Regions from separate parts of the Sus scrofa genome. Here region 1 is linked to region 2. Evidence: chromatin contacts called from public Hi-C data. All regions are on one chromosome and are shown on one strand. The core of a region is the stretch at or near the end of the contact, and the rest is flanking DNA. Distances in the headings are between cores, read along the strand shown.

Region 1 (4,990 bases), core at 1,050-3,549, 160 kb after region 2:
AAGATTTTAAAAAAAAAAGGAAGGGAAAAAAAAAACCTGGCTTGTGAAATCCATGGTTGACAAGGGGGACCCCTGGGGGTGGGGATGGCCTGGGGACTTGGGATCAGCATAGGCACCCTGAGGTGTGTGGAATGACTGGCCCAGGGAACTCTGCCCAATGTTCTGTGATCATCTTGAGGGAAAAGAACCTGAATGAGAACGGACGTGTGTACAGGTGTGGCTGCATCGCTCTGCTGTACAGCAGCACCACAACCCTGTCAATTAACTATACGTTCATAAAAAACTTTTTAAAAAATGATAAAAAAAAAAAAAACCTGGTTACTGGACTTATTTCTGACTTCTCTTATTGCAGCAGAGGAAGAGTCACCCTAACATAAAGCCTCATACTGACATCATTTCTCCCAGGCGGTACTTCCCAATCACAAAGAGCAGTGCCACAAAAGGCAGCCTTGCTTTCCCCTTTTCTGGGTCACCAAACACATGGGAGGCACCTGGCCTAGAATGGGGAGAAAGGATGTGAGTCAGGAGGGGGATACACCGGGGAGCGTGTCACTGGGTTCCCCCACTCAAAGAACAGCTTAAAGCTGCCCTCTACACACATTTGCAAAAGGCATCCTTCCACCTCTCTAATCTCCTAGAAGCAGGATTTGCACATTACAATGTCATTCTCTAGGGAAGGGCAAAGGGCAGCCCACTGAGGGCCCCAGGGAAAGGCTTTCTCTCGGTCCACTTCCACCCCATGGGTGGACTGTTGGACCCTCCAAACCAAAAGGGGGAAATCAAACCAAACACACACATCCCGCCATGTACTTGAGGGGCGAGAGCTGTTGCTACCATTCTCTGCACCCGTAGGATAGAGGCTAGAGGGCTGGAGAGGAAGGGTCATGGGAAGCAGAGCAGGAACCCTGCCGGATGTCCACCCAGTGGTCCGTCCAGGTAACGGTGCCATCTCGCCACAGGGTCCACAGACACTGAACTCAACTCTCCCCATGGGCTATGATGGACGGACCTTCAGTCCCTAGAACCCCCGGTCCTGCCTGCAGGTGGGCCTCCTGGGAGCTCTCAGGGGCCGTAGTGACCTGGAGCTTTGTACATACTACAATTGGCCTCTATGAGTTTAGCAATTCCAGACGAGGTGCCTTCCTGGACTTCCTCTGTTTATACGAGACTTGTCAAGCAGGTTGTGCTGCTTTTCTGCCACTTGGCCTTCCAGACACCTCCCAAAGGCCAAGGTATCAGGAAGCAAGAGAGGGAATAAGGTTTCCCCACCACAATCCCAAAGGCCTACGAAGGCATGTGCAGGCCACAGGCTTTGCTGTGGGTCTGCTCCTGGCCCCTTAAATGGTGGCGTGTGTTTTTAAGGATAGGAAGGGAAGAGGTGTCAAAAGTAAGGTTAGAGGCAAACACCCTGCTTCTGGCATTACTGCTGGTCTCTTTCCAGAGACAGTGAAATACACCCCTTGGAGCTGGTAGCAAGCCCTGTGGTTGCATCGATACTCATTTTCACTTGCACAGGAAAAAAAAAAAAAAAAAAAAATCCCCTGGTAGCACATAAATGTTCGTGAACTCCCCTTTCTATTTTGCAGATCTAGAAAAAGTGGGAGAGAGAAATTAAATGTCTTTGCGAATCAGCAAAAAAAACCTAGGGGTAGAACCCAGGTCAACTAGTCTTCCTGCCTGAACCTCATGACCGGCACACCACAGGGAAAATGATTATGTTTTTCCGTACAAAAGAGATGACCTTCAACTTCAGGTGTGTGAGGTACAAAAAAAAGTCATGAAAGACACCAATTACGTTGGCAAAGAGAATCAATAAAACCATAGCCCCAGGCACAGTTCTTTCTAAAGGTCAAGATGGTATCTAACCAAGGTCAAGATGTTATGAATCGAGAGGTCAAAGGCCCCTATTTAACCCGTGGTGTGAGTCAGTCCTCTGGAGCTTGCCTCAGGGTTAAGGAGGGAATCCTTCAACTGCAAGAAGCTCAGCAAGTAGGAATGGGAAACTAGCTGTTCCGGTCACATCTCCTTTGTGGTCACATCTCCTTTGTAGTCGCTGTAAAGGTGGCCACCGGGCAACCCTCTGAGATGCTGGGAGAGTCCATTTCTTCAGGCAAGGACCCAGAGCTACCCCTCTGCAAGCCCACCCCCACCTGTTCCAGGATGGCAGAAGGCGTCTGCAGGGAAAGGCACGAAGCCTTTGAACAGGTCTTTGATCCTAAGGCTCCCACCCACAGGAGTCCGCTCCTGAGCACATCCAGAGATCAGATAAAATCCGGACAACATGGGCAAAGTTCAACTGACAGCTGCCCCTTCTGGGCCATGAACTGGCACACCTGGCCAATTTGGCAACTGTTCCTTCCTGTAGCAGCTCTTACCTGCCCGAGCAGGAAGCAGAGATAAGGCCAAAGCGAGTCTGTGTCGACTGCTATGGTTTCTTACACTTGAGCCGAACTCAATTCAGAAACAGAACCTTAAGTAACAGCAGGTCAGTTCCTCAGAATGTCAGAGCCGTGAAAAATAGCAGAGGTAATGTAGGCAAAGTGCTCTGTGGACCATAGAGCCCTACCTATGACACCACACATTGTTTCGATATTAGACGATGCTAGAAGGAGAATGGGAACACGTACATAAACATCGATAACAACTGTGGAACAACCAGGCATGTGGCTACAGGTTTGAAGAAGTCAGGTACAGGTGTTGGTTACTAGGTAAAAAGGCTTCACTTAAAAAAAACCTTTTAAAGTGGTTCAAACATTTAATAAACAATACCTAAGTGTATTTTATTTATTTATTTATTTATTTTTGTCTTTTTGCCTTTTTCTTGGGCCGCTCCCATGGCATATGGAGGTTCCCAGGCTAGGGGTCTCATCGGAGCTGTAGCTGCCAGCCTACGCCAGAGCCACAGCAATGCGGGATCCGAGCCGCATCTGCGACCTACACCACAGCTCACGGCAACGCCGGATCATCAACCCACTGAGCAAGGCCAGGGATCGAATCTGCAACCTCATGGTTCCTAGTCGGATTCGTTAACCACTGCACCACGACAGGAACTCCAACAATACCTAAGTTTAAATGATTTCTTTTCATTATAAATGTCTAGGATCGTATCCAACAGTCAAACTAGTGTCACAATGGTACCTTTGAAGGGCATTTCCAGGTAGCCTCCAGACTTGCCCCATCTCCTCCAGCACCACAAGCAATAGGAATCTAATTTCGTAAGGCACAGACTGTTCTCTTGTGAGACATGCTAGTGCTCACTAGGGTATGATCCATCCCAAACTTGCTTCTCTGGGCTGAATGAACACCCAGCTTGTAGGGGGAATGAACGGGCAACAGAAGCCTTTACATAAAAGTCCCACTGACTGAGTCACAGCTCACCAAGTCTCGTAACTAGAAATAGAGCCACTTTCTCCTACCCCGTGGCGGGTCAAAGGGGCACCTGCTCGGAGCACTGTGCACACTCGTGAGCACTAGTGGGTCCCTGGGCTTCTTCCCCGGGCATGTGATGCTACAGAACATTTGCTATGCCAGTCTCTTCACGTTTCATAATGATGTCAATCAGGCATTCCCCACACTTTTTATCAAGCCTCTGAACTGGAAAGTCGGCCCTCCCCCACCTCCACCCGCATGCTGGAGGCTGTTCTTGCTCAGGTCTTCTTAGTCCTTATTTATCCTGAGTCTTTAGAATGATTATTCCTTTCAAATGACTTCATGTGGGACACGGATGAGGGGGATGAGGCACATGGGGATATACAACTAGGAGAGGGCCATAAAAGATGGGGAGCCTGTGTCACAAAAGCACTTCCAGGCCACATGCAGTTGGCTGGCCCATGAGTGCAAACGGCACCACAGGCCCAGGGGGTGCAGGCACGTCTGTGTCATAGGAGGTTCTGGCCGTACCAGGCTCCCTGCTGGGAGAGTCAGACACACTCCACGTTCAGCAGCTTGTCATGTGGGGGCAGGGAGGGTGGTTTATTTGTATTATTTATACGCAAGGGAAGGCCCACTCCTCGGGGCCCTTCCCAGTGTCCTTCTCCCCCTGCCTGTGCATGGCCTGCCCGTCCTCCACGAACAAGACAAGGCCTCTTTCCTGGCCACAAGTTCAAATCCCGGCACTGACATTTACTAGCCATGGACTCTGCATAAATGACCCGGGCCCTGAATCTCCGGTTCCTTGTCTGTACCCTGGAGATAAAGACGCCTGTCCTGGAAGGCTGTGCAGAATAAACCGAGCCGTGTGTGTGTGTGTGTGTGTGTGTGTGTGTGGAAGGCTCCCACCTCATTCTTACACAATGTCTGGCACACAGGAGGCTTTGTCTTCCCCTCTCCAGCCTGAACTGATTCATACTTTTAATCATGTGTGTTCACACATTCTCTCCCCAATTTGAAGAATCCCGTTGTTTTCATGATTCCCACCCACTGTATGGGCCGTGTGCACAACTAAGGTCCAAGGTACTGAACAGGTGGATCGTCTCCCCCACATCCAGTCGTATCCGGTCATGTTTCCGGAGGAAACTACTCTGAGTCCCAGATACAGCTGATCCCCACTCCGTCCCTTCAGCTCCCTGTGCCCCTTCTTCCAAACAGATGCTTCTGCCACTTGGAATGCCCTTAAGAATGCTCAGATGCCAAGGTATCCATTCATGTGATCATTTCTTGAGTGCATTTCTCTCGAGTCGACTTCTCGAGTCCACAAACATTTCCTGGGTACATACTATGTGCCAATGAGAGCCACTGGGGATCCACAGCTATACCCAGCAACAGTAAGCACGATTCCTGCCTCCCCTGGAGGCAACTGAAGATGATCATAGGGGAAGGTAATACACACTCAAAAGGATACAGCGTACCAGATGCTAAGAGAAGAAGTATATGGGAGCCTCATGGGACAACGCGGAGGAAGCCATAATTCTGTAAACCTTATTCTGAAATGAAAAAAAAAAAAACAAAAAAACAAAAAAACAGACAGTGCCTTGGAGATGGACCTTTAAAG
Region 2 (5,332 bases), core at 2,820-5,319:
TAGAATGGGGCTTTGGCAGCCACAGGGCTTTCTAACGGAGCAGAACAGAAGCGATACTTCCAAAGCCCCTGTGGGTCACAGAGTCCTGCAGGGCATCCCTGGTACCCAGTTCTTAATGCTGGCGTGGGCGGCAGGGCCAGGCCACGGGAGGGAGTGATGGTTCCTCCTAACGAGCCCTATCAGGCGGGGATGTGCTGAGTTAACTGGCACCTGGCACAAGGGCCAAATGGAAAGGGGCATCTTTAATTATTTCCTTCCCTTTGCAAACTGTCTAATTGTTTGTCCAGTGAAGAATAAACTAGCTAATTACTGCCAGACTTAGGAAGCAGAAGACAATTATCCTCCAACCCAGGGATGAAGGCGGGACTTGGCCCTTGTTTACAGGACACATATCTGCGGCCCTTTTACCTTATGGTTTCCCCACAGTCGAGCCAGTCCATTGGGATCCACTATCCGGAATATTTTGGATTCTTTGTCCTCCCATCGGATGAAGTTTTCGTACCGGCTGTCAGAAAGCAACTGATAGACGTAATCCCAAAGCAGTCTACAGTCTACAGAGGAAAAGGGCGAGAAAACACGTTGACAAGGTGTCTTGCTGAAGTACCATGAGCAAAAAAAAAATCGGAAAATAATCAAGTGACTGCATTTGCTTACTTTGGTTTGATTGTCTAACTTCCTCGTTTTACAGTGAGGAGACCAAGGTGCAGAGAGGCCTGTGCGATGGTGACCTTGACCTGTGGAGGACTTTGAGACTGTCCAAGCCCAGCATCTGCCCCCAACAGATGAGGACTTAGCAACCTGGAGAGAGGATGTGACAGCTCCATGGTCACGACCAATGACTTGAACTTGAGCAGAGCCCACGTGAGAGACAGAACAAGCTCTAACTGCAAAGGCGGCTGAAGACAGGCTGGTAGAGAGTGTCCCCGTGTTGCAAAGGGAGTGGCAGGGTGTCAACGGTGGGGCTAAAGGTGACTTTGGTTTTGGAGGGTGGTACGGAATGGATAAAGATGTGACGATTGAGTTCGGCTAGAAAATGGCAGAAAAAGAAGTCTGATGCATGAAAAAATGTGGGACAAGAAAATCCACGTGGTTTGGAGACGATGACTGTGGGAACCGTGGCCAGCGTGGTTTTTACGAAGAATGCAGATATTCTCATTATTGCTGCTTTGGAGGTTTTAAAAAATTGTTTTATTATAATGGACTCAGGTTAGAAAGGAACCCGGTGCAAAAAACCCCTTGAGGTTGGATTATTCGGTCAGGCGACAGATCTTTCTTAGTATAGCCCAGGGTCTGTGCTAGGCTTGGCTTGGGGCCACATGGGTTGGAAAATTCAGAGAGAAGCCACAGACTTCTCTAGTGCTTTCTGGATTCGTGTCATCATGGACTGTGGCTTGCATGTGCATTACCTGGACAGAAGATGGAGACGGGTGTGGACTTTCTAGGTCTAATTAATGCAGCCTGGATCCCAGGAGTTCAGTTCACTGTTGCTTCTGGGAGCTTTGATAGGTACCAGAAGCAACAGTGATAGCATGGCTGGTCATAGTGATTAAATGCTGACCACCTGTGTACATATTCTGCACTTTACAAGCATTTTATTTTTTCTTTTTTAGGGCTGCACCTGTGGCATGTGGAAGTTCCCAGGCTAGGGGTCAAAAGAGAACTACAGCTGCCGGCCTACGCCACAGCCACAGCAACGTGGGATCCGAGCTGCATCTGTGACCTACCTCAGAGCTCATGGCAACGCTGCGTCCTTAGCCCATTGAGCAAGGCCAGGGATGGAACCTGCAACCTCATGGATGTGAGTTAGGTTACCGCTGAGCCACTACAGGAACTCCACAAGCATTCTTTCTACGCCTCACTCTACGTGCTGCATCCTTTCTAATCCTTAATGCCCGAAGTCACTGGGATTTGAATGCTGGGGCTCTGGCACCGCAATGTGCTGACTTCCTTATGTTGGGTGAGGCCGGCCGACCTGGGCAGGGAATGTGTAGTCCCTACTCGGACTGTCTTAGCGTCACTGCATTCACCTCCCAGAGAAGGAAACACCCTCTCCTTTGGTGCCTGTTTACAAGGGGAATTGAGGCAGGTCACCTGGGGCAAGTTTCTCAAATCTTCCTGAGGGTCTGTTTCCTCCTTTAGCAAAGAGGAACTCCCACACTTAGTCTTTATGGGGTTATTGTAAAGGGATGATGTGAGAAACGAATGAAAACACTGACGGCATTGATTGGGTGCTATTTGCAGGCACTGTGCTGTGTCCCACCAGCACAACTGCATCTGACCCTTCTGCCACCTGGTGAGGCCGGAGCTGTGGCTATAATTATTTTATGGATGAGGAAGCTGGGGCTTAGAGGGTTTGGCCATTTGCTCAAAGGGCATAGCTCATGGGTGACGATGCTGGCGTCACACGTCACGATGCGCTTTCTAGTCTCAGAGAAGCTAGGTAAGAGGTGTATATCTATAAAATCTTAGGACTTGCCAGAGCACAGTTTAACCCTGTTTAGTGTGTCCTATGAGAAATCCAGCTTTCTCTCTGAACGGTGGACAGGACTGGCATTTTCTTAATCTTTGAAGGAATTAGCCTTAAATTTAAAATGACCATAAATCTTTAGGATCCCTTACTGTATCCTTTCCCCCCCTGATTATCTGTGTTGAAAAATGAATGGGATGTGATTTCTTGTGTTTCAGAAAAAGACCAGTGGTGGTGGTCTCCTTCAAACGATGATTGGTCCTCCTGGAGTTTGAATCCCACTCTCACAGAAGCAGGAGCTGGCCTGCCCTTTGCATAACCACCCCAGCCTGCTGCTGTGCTCTTGATCACCAGAGGGGGTGCTGAAGAGCAAAAGACAGCAGAGGGGACAAGGCACAGCATCTGCAAGTACCTTGAGAAGTCTGCCACACTACTGCAGACTGAGAATCACTGAGCTCATTTATAAGGCGCTTCTAAGAGGATGACTCTAGGCAAAGCAGTGAAGTAGGCAGTGTCTTTCGCCCTCTCTGCTGCCTCCTTGTCTTACATCGTTTTTATTACAGATGGAAAATAGAGAAGTGGGTTGCAGTTTAATTGTCCAGTTTTTTGCCTTGCCATCAAATGGCAGATACATTTTAATTTCCCGCAGTCTCTTCCAAGTGGAAACCATCTGACAAAAGCAAATCTTATCACACAAACTACCAGCCAACTAGGAGGAGCAAAGGCAGTTTGTGAATGACTTTGTGAATAACTTCTCCATGTTTCCTGACAGGGTTACAAATCATTTTTACCATCAAGATGCTCGATGACACCCCCTCCCCCTTTATTTTTCTTTTTAAGGCCACACCCTCAGCATATGGAAGTTCCCAGGCCTAGGGGTGGAATCTGCACTACAGTTGCAGCAACACGGGATCTGAGCCTTGTCTGCAACCTACACCACAGCTCATGGCAATGCTGGATTCTTAACCCACTGAGGGATGCCAGAGATTGAACCTGCATCCTCATGGATATTAGATGGGTTCGTTATTGCTGAGCCACAACGGGAACTCCTGATGACACCTTTTGGATTCATCTGGATTTGGGATGTGATTCTTGAGAGTGTGTATTCATTTTAATAGTATAATAATAAGCCTAATTATAATAAACCTATCTGGTTGTCTTCTGCAGTTGCATAGAAAGAACTCGTGGTCTATGGCCAAAGGACGATGGCCACACCACCCTGCAGGCACTGGATCTTGCCTGATCTTGGAAGCGAAGCAGGGTTGGGCCTGCTTAGTACTGGGATGGGTGACTGCAGGAAGGATTTTGCCCATGTGAAGGTAAGCAATCTATTGGCAGTCCCCTCACCTCTAGGACTTCTTGGAGCTAAAATGTCAAAGGGAATGTTCTATCCTCATCTGCATAAGGATTTTCACTTTTATTGTTTTCTGTTGCTTCTCTTTTACTGCCTCATACATTCTATTTCTCATAAAATGGCGAAATGCAAACCAGACCATTTCTCCAAGGAAGGCTTAACCAGCGCTGGCGGGACTACCCTGCTGGTTCTTTAGAGACATCAAACCGAGACCTTTGTAAACCATTGACCGAAAATGAGCTGTGTTTGGTTGGTGAAGGAAGGTCAGGGGTTTACTAGAGAACAGATTCTACGTATGAGGTGCAAGGACCTTGTATCTTGCAAACGTTTCCCTTTCATAAATGGGAAAGTAACCCCACACAAGCTGCCAGTTGATCATTTTAAATGACATCTAACCCAGCAAAGCTAACATTAGCTGAGAAATAAAAATATGTTGACATTCAAGATGTACCGCATTACTCAGTTCACGGAGGTAGCGACAGGAATTTTGTGGCATAAAGCAGTTGTTTCAAATTCAGAGCATAACTGGCTTTTATAACGCTATTGATTTTTTTTGTTTCTTTAGTTAAAAATTATGCCAGATGCTAAAAATAACTCTCTGACCATACAACTTTTTTCCTTTTTTTTTTTTAAACAATCGAAGTTCAAGCCATATGACTTATTGTTTTTAAGATGTATTTAAATAAAAGGCAGATCCTTTTAAGTTCCCTAGATCCTCTGGAGGTTGGTGCCATGGCCCACCAATAATTTCTCAGCTTTGTCAAAATCCATCATGTCTACACAGATAAAATACTCTTTGATCATCAATAAAACTGCTTAATACTAAAGAGTAACATGCACCAAACTCTCTACGCAAAAGTTTATCCCATGACAAAACATTTCAACATGCATATGAAAAAAAATTTATATCCCAAAGTCTTAATTAATTTTAGATAAATTTCTCCTAAACTAAAAGTCTTTCTCTATCAGGGAATATGGGAATTTTAAACAAATGTCCATGATGTGGACATAAGAGGAAGTTTAAGAAAGGCTTTCGCTCAAGTAAAAGGCTATTTTCCAGTTGCAGAAAGAGAGTTCTCGCTCTTTCCTGCTGGGTGAGGTACCCTGGATTTCCACAGTTAAAAGCCATTGTGAAAAATCCTTTCCTGTGGTCAGGGAGAAATATTTTCCCTCCCACGCCTGTCTCTTACCAGAGACTCACTGTACAAGCTTGTTGTGGAGAGACTGTAAAAAGATGGGCATTTCACATATAACCAACATGGTTTCTAATGGAAAAAAAAAAAACAAAAACACCATGCTAGACAAAACTGATGTTTAAAAAATCTGAGCGGGCAAGTCAAGTTATTGACAAGGGAATGTTTTATGACAGTGGTTAATTTAAATTTTGGGAAAGTGTCTAAGAAAGTAATTTTATGTTGTTTTAACTGCCCAAATGGAATTTTAAATGAAGGTCTGTAAAACCAGAGTTCTGTGGATATAATCACCAACAAGGAGAGGCCTAGTGTTCCTGT

The links. Hi-C and Micro-C count contacts between places; a contact is called where the count stands out from the background.
Region 1: a Hi-C map of liver shows a contact between it and region 2, with 3 times the contacts expected there. A contact is called at or near these places in 1 of 47 Hi-C or Micro-C datasets (liver) and 1 of 2 datasets of targeted methods (alveolar macrophages).

The regions. Positions count from the first base shown.
Region 1 is chr5:60,692,537-60,697,526 of Sscrofa11.1, forward strand. All of the region lies in intron 1 of ETV6 (transcription factor ETV6), which reads right to left. Among named protein-coding and RNA genes, the nearest start is that of ETV6, 82 kb to the right of the region's middle.
Region 2 is chr5:60,533,657-60,538,988 of Sscrofa11.1, forward strand. It overlaps ETV6 (transcription factor ETV6), which reads right to left. Exons shown (of 8, transcript XM_005652587.3): 6 at 409-551. Among named protein-coding and RNA genes, the nearest start is that of BCL2L14, 180 kb to the left of the region's middle.